Regions from separate parts of the Sus scrofa genome. Here region 1 is linked to region 2. A link is a contact called in public Hi-C data. All regions are on one chromosome and are shown on one strand. The core of a region is the stretch at or near the end of the contact, and the rest is flanking DNA. Distances in the headings are between cores, read along the strand shown.

Region 1 (6,799 bases), core at 3,068-5,567, 61 kb after region 2:
TTTGGTAGTTCTATTTTTAAATTTTGGAGGAACTTCCGTACTGTTTTCCAGAGTGGCTGCCCCAGTTTACATTCCCACCAGCAGTGCACAGGGTTCCCTTTTCCCACATCCTCACCAACACATGTTTATTGTGTTTCTGGTAATAGCCATTCTGACAGGTGTGAGGTGATATCCCATTGTGGGTTTGCTGTGCCTTTCCCTGAAAATGTCTTTTCATATGTGTCTTTAATGTATTTATTATGTTTAGGAGTTCCTGTCGTGGTGCAGTGGAAACAAATCCAACTAGAAATCAGGAGGTTTCGGGCTCAATCCCTGGCCTTGTTCATTGGGTTAAGGATCTGGTGTTGCCGTGAGCTCTGGTGCAGGCCAGCAGCTACAGCTCCAATTAGACCCCTAGCCTGGGAACATCCATATGCCACAGGTGCAGCCCTAAAAAGACTAAAAGACCAAAAAAAAAAAAAAAAAAAGTGTTTATTATGTTTAAGTTCCTAGTCCATTTGTTTTACTTATGCTTTTGATACTGGTGTAAGTTGTCCTGTTTGTTAATTTTTTTTTTTAAGGTAGTCTTACCCCTGGGTCTGAGGAGTGGTGTTGGGTTAGATGTTTGCAGTGGATGTGGGCAAAATGTGGACACATTGGTTGGAGTGTCCACATGCATATTGGTTTTTGAGATATGAGGCGTGTTGGAGGTGGGAGGAAAAGGAGGCCAGGCTTTCTCCCCATGTAGAAGCACGGAGTGTCTTTGAGTCCTAGATTTGAATTCGACTTTCCTGACGCTGATCAATTTGACTTTCCAGACTCTGTATATTAGTCATTGTACAGAGGTAGAATATATTTTAATTAAAAATCTGTTAACTTGATTGATAACTTTAATATTTAGATGTATGTATGTATGTGGGCCCCTTTTTGTAATTTAGCTGGTGTAGGGGCAGGCCTGGTGCCAGCTACTGATTGGGCCATTGTGATTTCTGACAAAAGATTTATTCTCTAGAAGACTTATCTCATTTGGAATTGCTGGCCCAAACTGTATATTTGAAGCCTGATGGAACATTCTTCTTGGATAGTTACTATTTTCTGTGTTTTCCACTCCTTGTGTAAGAAAGAAAAATGGTTTCTAATGGCTTATTGAGAAATTCCTTTTACACTTTCTCTGACTATTGACCCTTATTTTCTCTCTTTATTTTTTTCATCAGGATTTGTTTTGTAAATGAGTCTGTGGTCTTCACCAAAAATACTGATTCCAAGATATAATGAAATTCCACCTCAAATGGGACAAACCTATTAAAATATCATATATCTAATTAAACTAGGCTTGAATAAAATCTTCAAAATAGATCAGTGTTGACCATATCAGTGAAAGGCCCAGGGTTATTTTTTACCATCTAAAATAACAGTAGAAAATACTCTTTCTAGGAGTTCCCGTCGTGGCTCAGTGGTTAATGAATCCAACTAGGAACCATGAGGTTTCGGGTTCCATCCCTGGCCTTGCTCAGTGGGTTAAGGATCCGGCGTTGCCGTGAGCTGTGGTGTAGGTTGCAGACGCGGCTTGGATCCCGCATTACTGTGGCTCTGGCGTAGGTCGGCAGCTACAGCTCCAATTAGACCCCTAGCCTGGGAACCTCCATATGCCGCGGGAGCAGCCCAAGAAATGGCCAAAAAAAAAAAAAAAAAAAAGAAAACACTCTAATTTGAACAATCTAAAGATTCTGTTGGGTAAAGACTTTTATATATCTAACTTTTGATAATTTTATGTGAAAAAAATTCCTGGGTAGTTTGGAAATATGGCTGAGAACTATTTTTAAATCTTGTTTTCACAGTTTAATTTGAGTATATTAAAAGTTTCCATTGTTCCCTTTTAATACTGGATGTGAAAAATGAAGCAATATTAAAAAAAAAAGCAAAACCAAATTAGTACACTTTAAATAAAAGCAAATGTATTCCTTAAATTCTGAATGTGCCCAGCTAGCATATTATGGCATGGACATTGCTTAAAAAAAAAAGATAATATCAGGTTACAGTCTTCCTCATTAGTGATTTTTAAATAAAACTATAATTTCCTAGGAGGCACAAACATTTCATGTATTTATGTACAGTATTTACTAATATCCCTACTTGTTCTTTAATGGTTTCAAGACAACAGGAAAAAGCTAAATAAAAACAGAAGAGAATTAGTGCTGAATGGGAAGTATTCGATGCCCTGGAGAATAGCACATTTAACTCCTAGAAGGATCCGATCATAGCTTTTTTTTTAAGGGCCACATCTGCAGCATATGGAGCTTCCCAGGCTAGGGGTCCAATCAGAGCTGCTGCTGCCAGCCTACACCACAGCTCATGGCAACACCGGATCCCTACACCTCTGAGTGAGGTCAGGGATAGAACCCGCGCGTCCTCATGGATGCTAGTAGGGTTCTTTAACCGCTGAGCCACAACGGGAACTCCCGATCATAGCTTTTTATGGAAATTTCCAGGGGATGGTGGAGAAAGTCTATAGGTTTTAAATGTAAAACCTAAGTGCAGAACTGTTGCAAAATGGAGAAAAACAGTGGTGGAAGAGGAGTGGAGCCCAAGTGCCTGCCTGGCAGGGTGCTGCTGTCACATGGATTGTGTGATGTGACATATGATGTGACCCCCCCCCCAAAACCCATTCACTGAGCCCCTGTCTAAGTGCTTGGTGGCAGAATTACTTCAAAGTTCACTTTTTACTCTTCCAACACTTACTCTTTATCTTGTAGCTTTTTTTTTCCTCCCAAGAGAATTCATGTATTTGTACTAATTTTCAAAGAGGAATCTGTTTAATTTCAGGATATGTAGACTTACACAGGGTTTGATCATTAACTATTTCAGAAGACATTTTTTTTGGATTATTGTTTTGGTCTTATTTTATTGTTTCCTTTTTATAATTTGTTTTAAAGGAAGGGTAAGAGGGATGCTTTTTTTTTTTTTTGGCCATAACTTCAACATATGGAAGTTGCCAGGCCAGGGATTGAACCCAAGCCTCATCAGCGACCTGAGCTGCTGCAGAGACAACACAGATCCTTAACGCACTGCACCACAGCAGGAGCTCCAAGAGGAATATTTTGAGTGTGCTTTTTCCTTACCTTTGTCATTCTCTGAAAGTGAGGCAAGAGGAAGTAACAGAGAGACTTCTCCATTCGTTCCGTGCTCACCTCCAGAGTAATCTGATCAAGACACTACTTTCATCATGCAACTTCCCACCTCGGAAACCCTCAAAGATTTCCTGTGGTTTTTGAAAGAAGTTCCTACTCCTCAGGTCTGATGCTATCAGCCCTTAGTTCCCTGCTCACAACAAGCTCCAATTAAGCTACTGAAGGCACTTTTCATTTTTTTCCACTGTGACGTGCTCATTTCTTCTCTCTGTGCATTATCTCCTGTCACCCCACCACCACTGCGTTTTTACTCGCCCTGCAGCCAGCTTTATTGTCACCAGCCCGTTTTCATCCCTGTGATGATCCATGGTACTTGTCTGTATTATTCCTTTGACTTTCAATTTTATGCTGCTCTGAACTGCTTCATAATTACACAAACAAGATTGAAAGTCCTTGAGAGCAGAGAGTCTACCTTATATTTATTTGATTCCTCAGTAAATACAATGCTGGATTCTTAATGTTTGTGAGATGGAAATGAAAATTAGCAGGCATTCCGATGGTGATAAATTTGAGTAATGTTCTGTGTTGATTTTGCTTGATGAAGCTATTTGACATTTGCTAAATGGATTCTTGATTTGCCAGTGATGATTGTATAATCCATTCACTGTGAAGTTTTGTAAATTAAGATTAATTGGGAAAATATGAGTTTTTGAAAGACAATCAGAGAGAAATGCTCTTATTACTTTTAGTTACATGCGGTAATTGGACCGGTAATAGTGTTTCGGAAGCAGAAGTCTGTTTTTATGAGAGAAGTCCTCATTTACGGTTGGCAACATTTACAGTTGTTTGCCCGAGATGTAGAACAGCTTGCTTTCTTAAGTGAAACGTGCTCCCCGTAGTCTTGTTTTCAAAAGTATTAATTTGAATAGCAGGCTGTGGTTAGATAGTGCAAAGCTATAAGCACCATCCAGATTGGGTTAGTTTAAATATATTAAAAGAAATAGGCAGAATTTGAGACTTGGCTAAACTGAAACGTGCAAATTTCCATCCAGAGGGCAGAGGTGAGGATTGCAGAGACTTCTGAAGGTACCTGCATGTTACAACCTACCAGTGTTTATTCAGGGTGACTCACCGTCTGCTTAGCTTGGCCCAGAGCTAATCACGGTGTTTTCTCAGTGCTGGATAATAAGAACTCTTTTTCGAGACCTCACGCGCATGGTTTATTGTCAGACTGTAAAACGGTAGGTCGGCGGGGATGAATCATGCAGAGACGTCTGAGACAGAATCATCTTGGTCCGGTTGAGGGAGGGTGCTCCCTGGAGAGAGTCTGCGTGGGTGAGGTTAAAAGAACAAGTTTCCTCTCGCCTGTCGTCCCCAGCGGGTATCACCTGCTTATTACGCTTTCCGTTTAGTATCTTTCTGTAAGGGTTAATAGTCACTGTTCCTGGTGTTACATCTTAAATATTGACCTGTAACTCTCCAGCTTGGCCAGATTTTAAGTGAGTCAGAGGTTTTTTTGGTAATGAAATCAGGTTAAAGATCTTTCCAAATCTTGTTTGAAGAGAGCTGGTTCTGTTATGAATGTCGATTTGACTTTGGGTGCTGGTGAGGTTATATATGCCATGGCCAGGGGCAGCTGACTGTTCATTTTTAAATGTAATTTGTCTAGGGTATGTAGATTAAATTCAGATGTCTGGGGGGAAGGATCAAGAATGAGTTTTTCCAAGAAGAAATCAGTTAGGTAAAGGACAGAATCATAGGGTATTAGGCTACTAAGTGCCTGTAGTTTCTCTCTACTGCCTCTGATTGCAGAGGAAGAATGCAGAGCTCTGATGAAACATTAGAGAAGTAAAAGCAGCGCTTTCCCCTTGCTTTGGTTGTAGGAAATTGTGCTTAGGCTTAAGGTAGACTGAGGGATTTCAAAGCCAAAAAAGCACTGAAAGCAAAGGAGTAATGCTGAAGTTTGACCCACAAAGCAAATAGCTGGGAGGAGGGAGTAACTTTTTTCTTTTTCTTTTTTCTTGTCTTTTTAGGGCCGCATGTGCAGCATATGGAAGTTCCCAGGCTAGGGGTCAAATCAGAGCAGCAGTCAGTGGCTTATGCCACAGCCACAGCAACGCCAGAACTCCTCTTTTTCTATTTCTTTAAAAATAACATCATTTGGGAGTTCCCATTGTGGCACAGCAGAAACAAATCCAACTAGGAACCATGAGGTTGCTGGTTCTATCCCTGACCTTGCTCAGTGGGTTAAGGATCTGGCGTTGTTGTGAGCTGCGCTGTAGGTCGCAGATGTGGCTCAGATTCCAGCATTGCTGTGGCTGTGATGTAGGCTGGCAGCTGTGGCTCCTATTGACCCCTAGCCTGGGAACCGCCATGTGCCACAGGTGCAGCCCTAAAAGGACAAAAAGACAAAAAAAAAAAAAAAAATCATTTGAAGAATTGTGAGAATGCCCCTGCACTAATTTTATTGGATGATTATTTCTTCTTGCTGTTGTATTTATATTGTTATGTAAGTATCTTTAATAAATATTTACAAGTATCTTTAAGTGTATCATTTATTAACTTTTTTATAGTAGTATTTCCTAAATTATTATAAGGCAGAGAGGAGAGAAGATCCCCTGTTGGCTGGGTGGAGATTGGGTGTGGAGATTGCCCTGTGGCTGTTGTGAAATGGAACGTGGTTGGGAAGTAGATACGGGAGATGACGAATTAAGAGGCCATATGTTACTGATGGTACTTGGTTGAAGAGTTGAGTTAATGTGCTGTTCTGTTAATGTACCCTATGGACGGCTTGACCTGAGATCAGCCATTGAGACCAGTAATAATCCTAACCAGTGGAAAAGGATACAGTTGTTTAGTGCTGATCCTGACAGTGGAGAACTTTAACTGCTGTTCTGTATTTGAATGTAACACTTTCTGAATCTAGGACCACTCTTTGCAACAGAGTTGCGTTAAAGACTAATTGAGTAAGAGATACAGAGTGTTGTGAATACTAGTGTTTCTAAAGCATTTTGAAGATGAGGAAAAAGTGCTGTTCAAGTGCTGTCGTAATAATTTTTAGAAGTAAAGATGCCATAGAAGTTCCCGTCGTGGCTCATCGGTTAACAAACCTGACTGGCATCCATGAGGACAGGGGTTTGATCCCTGGCCTTGATCAATGGGTTAAGGATCTGGCGTTGCCCTGAGCTGTGGTATAGGTCACAGACATGGCTCGGATCCCAAGTTGCTGTGGCTGTGGCATAGGCTGGAGGCTACAGCTCCGATTGGACCCCTAGCCTGGGAACCTCCATGTGCTGTAGGTGCGGCCCTAAAAAGACAAAAAAAAAAAAAAAAAAAAAAAAGGAAAGATGCCATAGACCCATAAAACCTATGGCATGGCATTTATTGATGAGTACTTTCTTCAGTAACAGAGTTAATTTTCTCCTGGGTCTCTTGCCAGAATGCTGGGCCCTGCCACACTCTCCTGTCTGTCTGCATAGATGGTATTAGTTGTTTTTGTTTTTTGGTTTTTTTTGCAGCAAGAAATAGATATTGGAGTTCTCGTCGTGGTGCAGTGGTTAACGAATCCGACTAGGAACCATGAGGTTGCGGGTTCGGTCCCTGCCCTTGCTCAGTCGGTTAACGATCTGGCGTTGCCGTGAGCTGTGGTGTAGGTTGCAGACGCGGCTCGGATCCCACGTTGCTGTGGCTCT
Region 2 (7,718 bases), core at 4,566-7,065:
ATAATACTTTTTACTAAAATATCCAAATCTACTTTGTTTTCTTTTTTTATTTGTTTTTTGTTTTTTAGGGCCGCACCCACAGCATATGGAAGTTCCCAGGCTAGGGGTCGAATTGGAGTTGTAGCCGCTGGCCTACACCACAGCCACAGCAACGCCAGATCCTTAACCCACTCAGCGAGCCCAAGGATCCAACCCACAACCTCATGGATCCTAGTTGGATTCATTTTTGCTGCGCCACAGCGGGAACTCCTAAATCTACCGCATTTTCTTATTTTGTCTTTATTACACAAAGGGTAACATACACTATATTTGCTTTTATACTTTGCTTTTATAACTTAATAATCTACCCTGGTGATTACTTCATATCAGTTCACAAAGATATCCCCCATTACTTCCCAGTAGCTGACTGGAAGTATCCCAGTTTACTCAACCAGCCTTCTGTGTTTGGGCATTTAGGTCATTTCCATTATCTTGCAATTAATGATACAATGAAGAAGCTTACCTATGTAAGAGTACATATTATTTTTGGAGATATCTTTAGAGTAAATTCCTAGAATGTGTGTCTATATGTTTTCGCGTGGCCATATATATTCAAGTTTCTGGGTGCACAGCTAGACGTGGAATTGCCGGGTCATAGGACAACTTCGTGTTTAACATTTTGAGGACCTGGCAAGTTGTTTTCTGGAGCAATGGCACCATTTACATTCCTACCAGCAGTGCATCAAGGTTCCAGTTTCTGCACATCCTCAGCAAAACTTGTTCCTGCCTGTGATTTTTGAGTACAGCCCTCCTAGTGGGGGTGAAGTAGTATTTTGTTGGGTCTTTGACTTATTCCAATAAGAGTGAATCATGTCAAGCATCCTTACATGTGTTTTTGGCCACCTATACATTTTCTTTGAAGAAATGTCTGGTGAAATCCTCTTCCCATTTTTCTTTCTTTTTTTTCTTCTTCTTTCGTCTTTTTAGGGCCACACCCACAGTAAACGGAAGTTTCCAGGCTAGGGGTCAAATTGGAGCTGCATCTGCAGGCCTACACCACAGCCACAGCCACGCCAGATCAGAGCCGCGTCTGTAACCTACGCTGAAGCTCGTGGCAACGGGGATCCTTAACCCGCTGAGTGAGGCCAGGGATCAAATTCGCATCCTCATAGATATTATGTCAGGTTCTTAACCCACTGAGCCACCGTGGGAACTCCCTTTCCTCATTTTTCGATTGGGTTGTTTTGTAGCTGTTGGGTTGCTTGTATATCCTGGTACTAAGTCTCATCCATTTTTATTAGTTACACATATTTTCTCCCATTCCGTAGGCTGTCTCTGCACTTTTTTATGGCATCCTTTGCCACACGCAAGTTTTTAATTTGGAGAAAATCCTATTTATCTGTTTTACCTTTTGTCATTTGCGCTCACGGTGGTGTATGCAGGAAGGGTTTGCCCAACCCAAGGTGATGTGTGTATGTTTTCTTCTAAGCGTTTGAGCCTTGACATTTAGGTTGCTGAAGTCCTCACCAGGACCACACAATGTGACTGCATTTGGAGAGAAAGTCTTTAGAGAAAGAATTCAGTTAAAATGAAATCCCTGGGGTGGGCCCTGCTCTACGATGATTGGTGTCCTTATAAGAAGAGGAGATTGGGACACAGACGCTGACATTACAAAGGGAAAGCCCTGTGAAGACACAGGGAGAAGACGGCCGTCTGCAAGCCAAGGAGGGAGGCTGCAGAGACGAACCCTGCAGACACTGTGATCTCGGACTTTTAGCCTCCAGAGCTCAGACGAAGTAATTTTCTGTTCTTTAGACCAGCCTGTGCTACTTGGTTATGGTTGTTACAGCAAATTAATACATGAATCCCACTTGGTCATGGTATATTATTTTCTTAAATCACGTAGCCCTTGTGCCTTTTTTTGAGAGCAATACTTTTTTGTATTTTTTTTTTTTTTTGGTCTTTTTGCCTTTTTCTAGGGCTGCTCCCGCGGCATATGGAGGTTCCCAGGCTAGGAGTCTAATGCGAGCTGTAGCCACCAGCCTACACCACAGCCACAGCAACGGAGGATCTGAGCCTCGACTTTGACCTACACCACAACTCATGCAACGCCAGATTCTTAACCCACTGAGCAAGGCCAGGGATCGAACCCGCAACCTCATGGTTCCTGGTCGGATTTGTTAACCCCTGAGCCACGACGGGAACTCCTTGAGAGCAATAAGTTTATCTCTGTTCCTGTAAGAAGTGGCAAACCACAGCCCGTGGGCCAAATCTAGTCTGCTGCCTATTTTTCAAACAGGTTTCTTTGGGACATAGCCACACCCACTTGTTTGCATATTATTTCGGACTGCTTTTGTGGTACAATGGCAGAGTTGAAAAGCTAAGCTTGCAAAACTCAAAATATTTATTATCTGGTGCCTTGGAAAAAATTTGCTGACCCCTGCTCTAGTAGCTACTTGGGATGGACTTACGTGCATAGTCTTCTTTGAGTTCTTGCTTTTTAAAGCATTTTTGTTTCTCTCTAGCCTTTGATGTTGGAAAAACAACATGGGTGGATGTATATAAAATCCTTAGCTTGCATCTTCTTTCCTTGAGCTTTTAGAAAATGCTGAAAATGCGGCATCATTATTGCCTCGCTTTGCTCTTGAGAAATCTGATGCCAAATATTTTGGTTACCAGACTCCACAACAAGCTACCTACCCTAAAGGGAATGGCTTAAAGAAAGGACCATTTTGATTATAATTTCACAATCTCTGGGGTAGGAATTTGGGTAGGATTTGGCTGGGTGATTCTTCTGTTCCACGTGGCCTTAATTGGGGCCACTCAGGGGTATTCAGCTGATGGCAAGGCTGATACAGAGAATTTGTGATGACTTCACTAGTGTTAGCTAGGACCAGGGGGCTCCTCACCCTCTCCATGTAGTCTCAGAACTTCTCCACTATATTTTATTTTATTTATTTTATTTTATTTGTCTTCTTGCCATTTCTTGTGCTACTCCTGTGGCATATGGAGGTTCCCAGGCTAGGGGTCCAATCGGAGCTGTGGCCACCGGCCTATGCCAGAGCCACAGCAACGCAGGATCTGAGCTGCGTCTGCGACCTACACCACAGCTCACAGCAACGCCGGATCCTTAACCCACTGAGCGAGGCCAGGGATCGAACCCGTAACCTCATAGTTCCTAGTCAGATTCGTTAACCACTGAGCCACAACAGGAACTCCCCCACTATATTTTACATAGTGGCTCAGGGCTTCAAGAGCAAGTGTTTCCAAAGACCTGGGTGGACTCCTCAAGACTCCATATGATTTAGGCCTGGAAGTCCCATAATACCACACATTCCATTGGTCAAGCAATTCACTTAGGCCAGCCTGGATTAAAAGTGATAAAGAATTTACAGGGAGTTCCCATTGTGGCTCAGCGGGTTAAGAGCCCAACATAGTGTCTGTGAGGATGCAAGTTCATCCCTGGCTTTGCTAGGTGGGTCGGGGATCCAGCATTGCTGTGAGCTGTGGTGTAGGATGCAGATGCTGCTCAGATCCTGCCTTGCTATACGGCTGTGGCATAGGCTGGCAGCTGCAGCTCCGATTCGACTCTTAGCCTGGGAACTTCCATATGCTGTAGCTGTGGCCCTCAAAAAAAAAAAAAAAAAAAAAAAAAAAAAGTGACATGCTCTGTGTTCTTAAATGCCTCCAAGGGCCCTAGCAATAGACTCAAAAATGGCCTGGAGCATTTAGGATGAAGCCTGAGAGCAGTGCAGTGAAATCGTGGGGACAGGAGCCACACAGCTATGGGTTGGGGATTGAGAGGGTGCTGAGTTGGCAGAGATTTGTGAATAAAAAGGCAGGAGTAGTAACCAGAGCATGATCTAGAGTGACAGAGGTGTCCTCCTTTTTCTTTAGAGCAGGAAAAGCTCAAACATGAATAGATGGTGACAGCAAAGGACAAGTAGGTAAAAGAAGTCGGCAATTTGGGGAATGAGAGTGAGGACTGAAATGCTTGAAAGAAGTTTTCTGAGAATGTGAGAGGTGCAGAAATACAGAACTGAGGTGGCGAGATGCTAATATGAATATATTAAAAGTGGTTAATTCCCAGAATGGCTAAACCACATACTGAAATTACTGTGGTTTCAATCAATAGGGCAAACAGAGCAAGCCACATTTACATGTTTATTTTACATTATTTACACATCTTTCCTCCAAAGGGCAGGATCGATGTTTCACCTTTTCAATGCCTTCCACACAATTGGTGCTCCGTAAGTAGTGAGTAAACAAGAGCTCCCTTACCTGTATTCTGTGTTTCTTAACACATTCAAAACATAGCTAAGACCCTGCACACAAGTGAAAAATTCTTCTATGTATGCAAAACAGTCACAAAATTTATGTGTGATAGACGATGCCAACTTTTTTTGAGGAACCTGTTTACTCGAATTTAACAAACTTGGTTTCCAGCATCTCCTTCACCATAGAGGTTTAAAAATAGGAGATGAGAGGAGGAAGAGGATGCTGTAAAGGCAGGCAGGCAGGCAGACAGCAGCAGGAGGTGGCACGATGTACCATAAGTTGCCAAAAAACAGTGAAAAACCAGACTCAAAACATACCGGCCTGGGCTCTCCTGGTTTAGAGATTCACATCCTTCACTAACATATCAAGAGTCTTTAAAGTGTTTGGAGCCTCAAAAAATGTTGAGAAAATGATCCTTTGAACTGTTAAAAGAAGCATTGCTGTTCCTCATTCGGCACCACCTTCTGTTTCTCACACAGTTTGGACAGGATTTGATCAAAAATGGATATTAGGAGTTCCCGTCGTGGCGCAGTGGTTAACGAATCCGACTAGGAACCATGAGGTTTCGGGTTCGGTCCCTGCCCTGGCTCAGGGGGTTAACGATCCGGCGTTGCCGTGAGCTGTGGTGTAGGTTGCAGACGCGGCTCGGATCCCGCGTTGCTGTGGCTCTGGCGTAGGCCGGTGGCTACAGCTCCGATTAGACGCCTAGCCTGGGAACCTCCACATGCCGCGGGAGCGGCCCAAAGAAATAGCAAAAAGACAAAAAAAAAAAAAAAAAAAAAAAAAAAGGATATTAAAGCAAAAAAGCTGATGCTGAGATGGTAACCTTTATTTACTCTCCGTTCCTTTGTCCAAGCTGTTTACCTAGCTTTTAATGTCCCCTCCCCCTTTTTTCCTCCTAGTACGTCCTTTTCTTCCCTGCATGGTGAACACAAATGCCACCTCTTCCAAGAACCCCCGAGCATTGTCCAAGCGGAAGTAATCTCTTCCTCTGTTCTCCCACAACATCTCACTGTGGCTTGGCTTTGCACGGGTCACCAGACCTGGTTGTTTACATGGCTGCTTTTCCACTAAGTTATGCGCTTCTTGTGATCGGGGACCGTGACGATGACGATGTAACCACACAGCACCTGGTACAGCGCTACAGCGCTAGGCACGGAGTCGGTGCTCAGTAACTGCTCGCTGGGTTGAATCAATCTGGAAAAATCACTCGGGGCAGGGTCTCGTGCTCCAGGCACGGATGAATGATTCGGGGTGGAGGTGGTTCTTTGCATTTTTTACCTCGTAGTTACGTCGGGGCGAGCATCCAGGTGGCGGGGCCCATACCTACGGAGTAGAAATGCACCTCCGCGGCCCGCTGCAGACACCCGGGCGAAGTCGGTAGGGGGCAAGTTTCCTCCGCCCTCCCGGAACCCGGCCGTAGGGGGCGGGGCTCGAGGGGAATGAGGCCCGCTGGCCCGCCCCCTCCTCCGCGCGGCGGAAGCCCCGCCCCCAGCCGCGCGTTCGCGCAGGCGGCTCGTGCCCGCCCCCAGCCCTGCGCCCTCGCGCCCTCGCGCCCTCGCGCCGGGGGCGGGCTCGCTGCGCGTGCCGGGCGGGGAAGCGGCGCGAGCCGGGCGCCTGAGAACGTTCGCCGCGGGGGCGGCTCCGGGGCCTGAGCGGACGCCGCCGCCGCCTGAGCCGCGGGGGCCGGGCCGGAGGAGACGGAGGAGGCTGCGGCCCCCGAAGACCTTCTCGACGCCCCCAGCTCCGGCCGAGAAGTAAGTACGGTGGGGGTTGGCGGCGGCGGCGGCCGCTGGCTGCGGGAGAGGAGCGCGGTGCTGGAGCCTCGCGCTCGCGAGGGACGAGAAGGAGCCCGCGCAGCGCCCGCACCTGGGGAGCCTGCGGGGGTGCAGGGCCGGGAGCGGCGGAGACTGAGCCTGGGAGCCGGGGCCGCAGCACCGCGCGCGCTGTGAGAGGAGACGGCGCCGCGCGAGCGGTCTCCGCCGCTCCTGGCCCCCGCCGCTCCCGGCCCTGGAGGGGCGATCCGAGGGGATGGAGCGCAGCCCCCGGCTGGCGTCGCCGAGCTGTGATCCCCGGGGCCGGGGAGGGGACTCCCGGGTCCCGAGCTTGCTGTGGCCACCGGGCGCGGAGCTGGGGTGCGGGCGCTGGACTGATGCTGCCGGAGGCCGGCTGGCTGGGAGGAGGCTCTGCGTTAGGTGTTGAAGGGGGCGAAGGAGGCAGGTCCTGGCAGAGGGCAGGTGAGGCAGGCAGGCCCTGGCAGAGGGAAGGGAATTTATTTCACATCGCCCTAAAGCACTATTTCCCGAGGCGCCTAACAGTGAACCTGTCCCCCGAGGTCACCCTTTAAAGGAAAGTGCCCTGAGAGGAGGGAGGATGCAGCTATGGAATGCTTGCTGTTAAATTCCTGTGCCAGGCCTTGGGATTAGGAAGACCTTCCAGCCTTCTCAGCAAATGTTTATTGATTAGCTCTTTTCGGTCGAGAACCGTGATCCACAAAATTGTGTAAAACACAGCCATCGTTTGCTGTTTGGGTGCGGACAATCCGATTGTGAAGGTATGCGTATAAAATACAAAGCAGATTTGAGTTTTACCTCATACCGTATTCATTTTAGGTCTCTTTTTTCACAGTATTGGGAGGTTCGAGTCATAAAACTGCTTGGTTTGGGGATTCAAGTAGGAGGGTCCGAGAAGCTTGTGGGAAGAATTTGGGAGTTTTTGAAGGTGCTTTTAACATTTAAAGGGGGAGAAGGGAAAAGAGAATTGGAAATAGGTAAGAGAAGGGAAAAGGGAATTGGAAATAGATAAGAAGTTCCCTTCCTTCCTAAGTAGAATGAAACTCCATGACTGTTAACTGAATCCTCAGTGACAGGAACAGAGCCTGAGCCCCAGCAGGCACTAAATGCCTGCCTCTTGCAAAAATGAATGAACCCAGCAAGGTTTTGCTCTATTTTACACGGAACCCTGTTGATCAATTTGGTGGTAGGGATAGCTGATGAACTTTACTTGTTCTTCAGGCTCGATCTCTCCTTTTTTTTTGGCCGAGTAACCCAGGTTCTTAGATCTTCGTGGCTATAGTGACGGAGGTGTGATTTTTTTTTTTTTGGCCTTGCTGCCACTTTCACGTCTTTATTGCATGTTGGCTGCCAGGAGCTTACTCTTTGGGCCATTGCTTCAAGTCATCCCATTTCTGGCCCTCCTCTTTTCCATCACTTGGGGAAGGAGAATACTTTTGTCTAGAGAACACTTTTTCATTTTTATTCGTGTTCTTGGATCTTAGGTCTATAGTGAGAGGATATATCTCTGTTTTTTGAGGGCTGAGATTCTGCCTTTTCTCTGCCTTGGTTGGATTTCGGGACTCAGGCTCCAGGCTGCTGTTTCAATTGCCTGTGCTGCAGTGCCTGTTAGGTTACTTTGACTGCCAAATTAAAACTTGACCTTTTATGAGTTCTCTGAGGATTTTT

Evidence for each region. Hi-C and Micro-C count contacts between places; a contact is called where the count stands out from the background.
Region 1: a Hi-C map of alveolar macrophages shows a contact between it and region 2, with 2.2 times the contacts expected there. The contact joins the enhancer-like site here to the promoter of DTNB in region 2. A contact is called at or near these places in 1 of 5 promoter capture datasets (liver), 16 of 47 Hi-C or Micro-C datasets (alveolar macrophages, blood, embryonic fibroblasts and 9 more) and 1 of 2 datasets of contacts at active chromatin or transcription factors (alveolar macrophages).

What each region holds. Positions count from the first base shown.
Region 1 is chr3:113,286,029-113,292,827 of Sscrofa11.1, forward strand. The region is part of intron 4 of DTNB (dystrobrevin beta); the gene reads left to right. Among named protein-coding and RNA genes, the nearest start is that of DTNB, 60 kb to the left of the region's middle. Within about 2 kb of position 4,318, at least 21 of the 83 cell types and tissues checked have an H3K27ac peak or open chromatin away from gene starts, as enhancers often do. A contact at or near this core is called in alveolar macrophages, fetal liver, liver and 1 more, where this site is marked.
Region 2 is chr3:113,223,346-113,231,063 of Sscrofa11.1, forward strand. DTNB (dystrobrevin beta) reads left to right here and starts at 5,816. Exons shown (of 21, transcript XM_021087744.1): 1 at 5,816-6,014.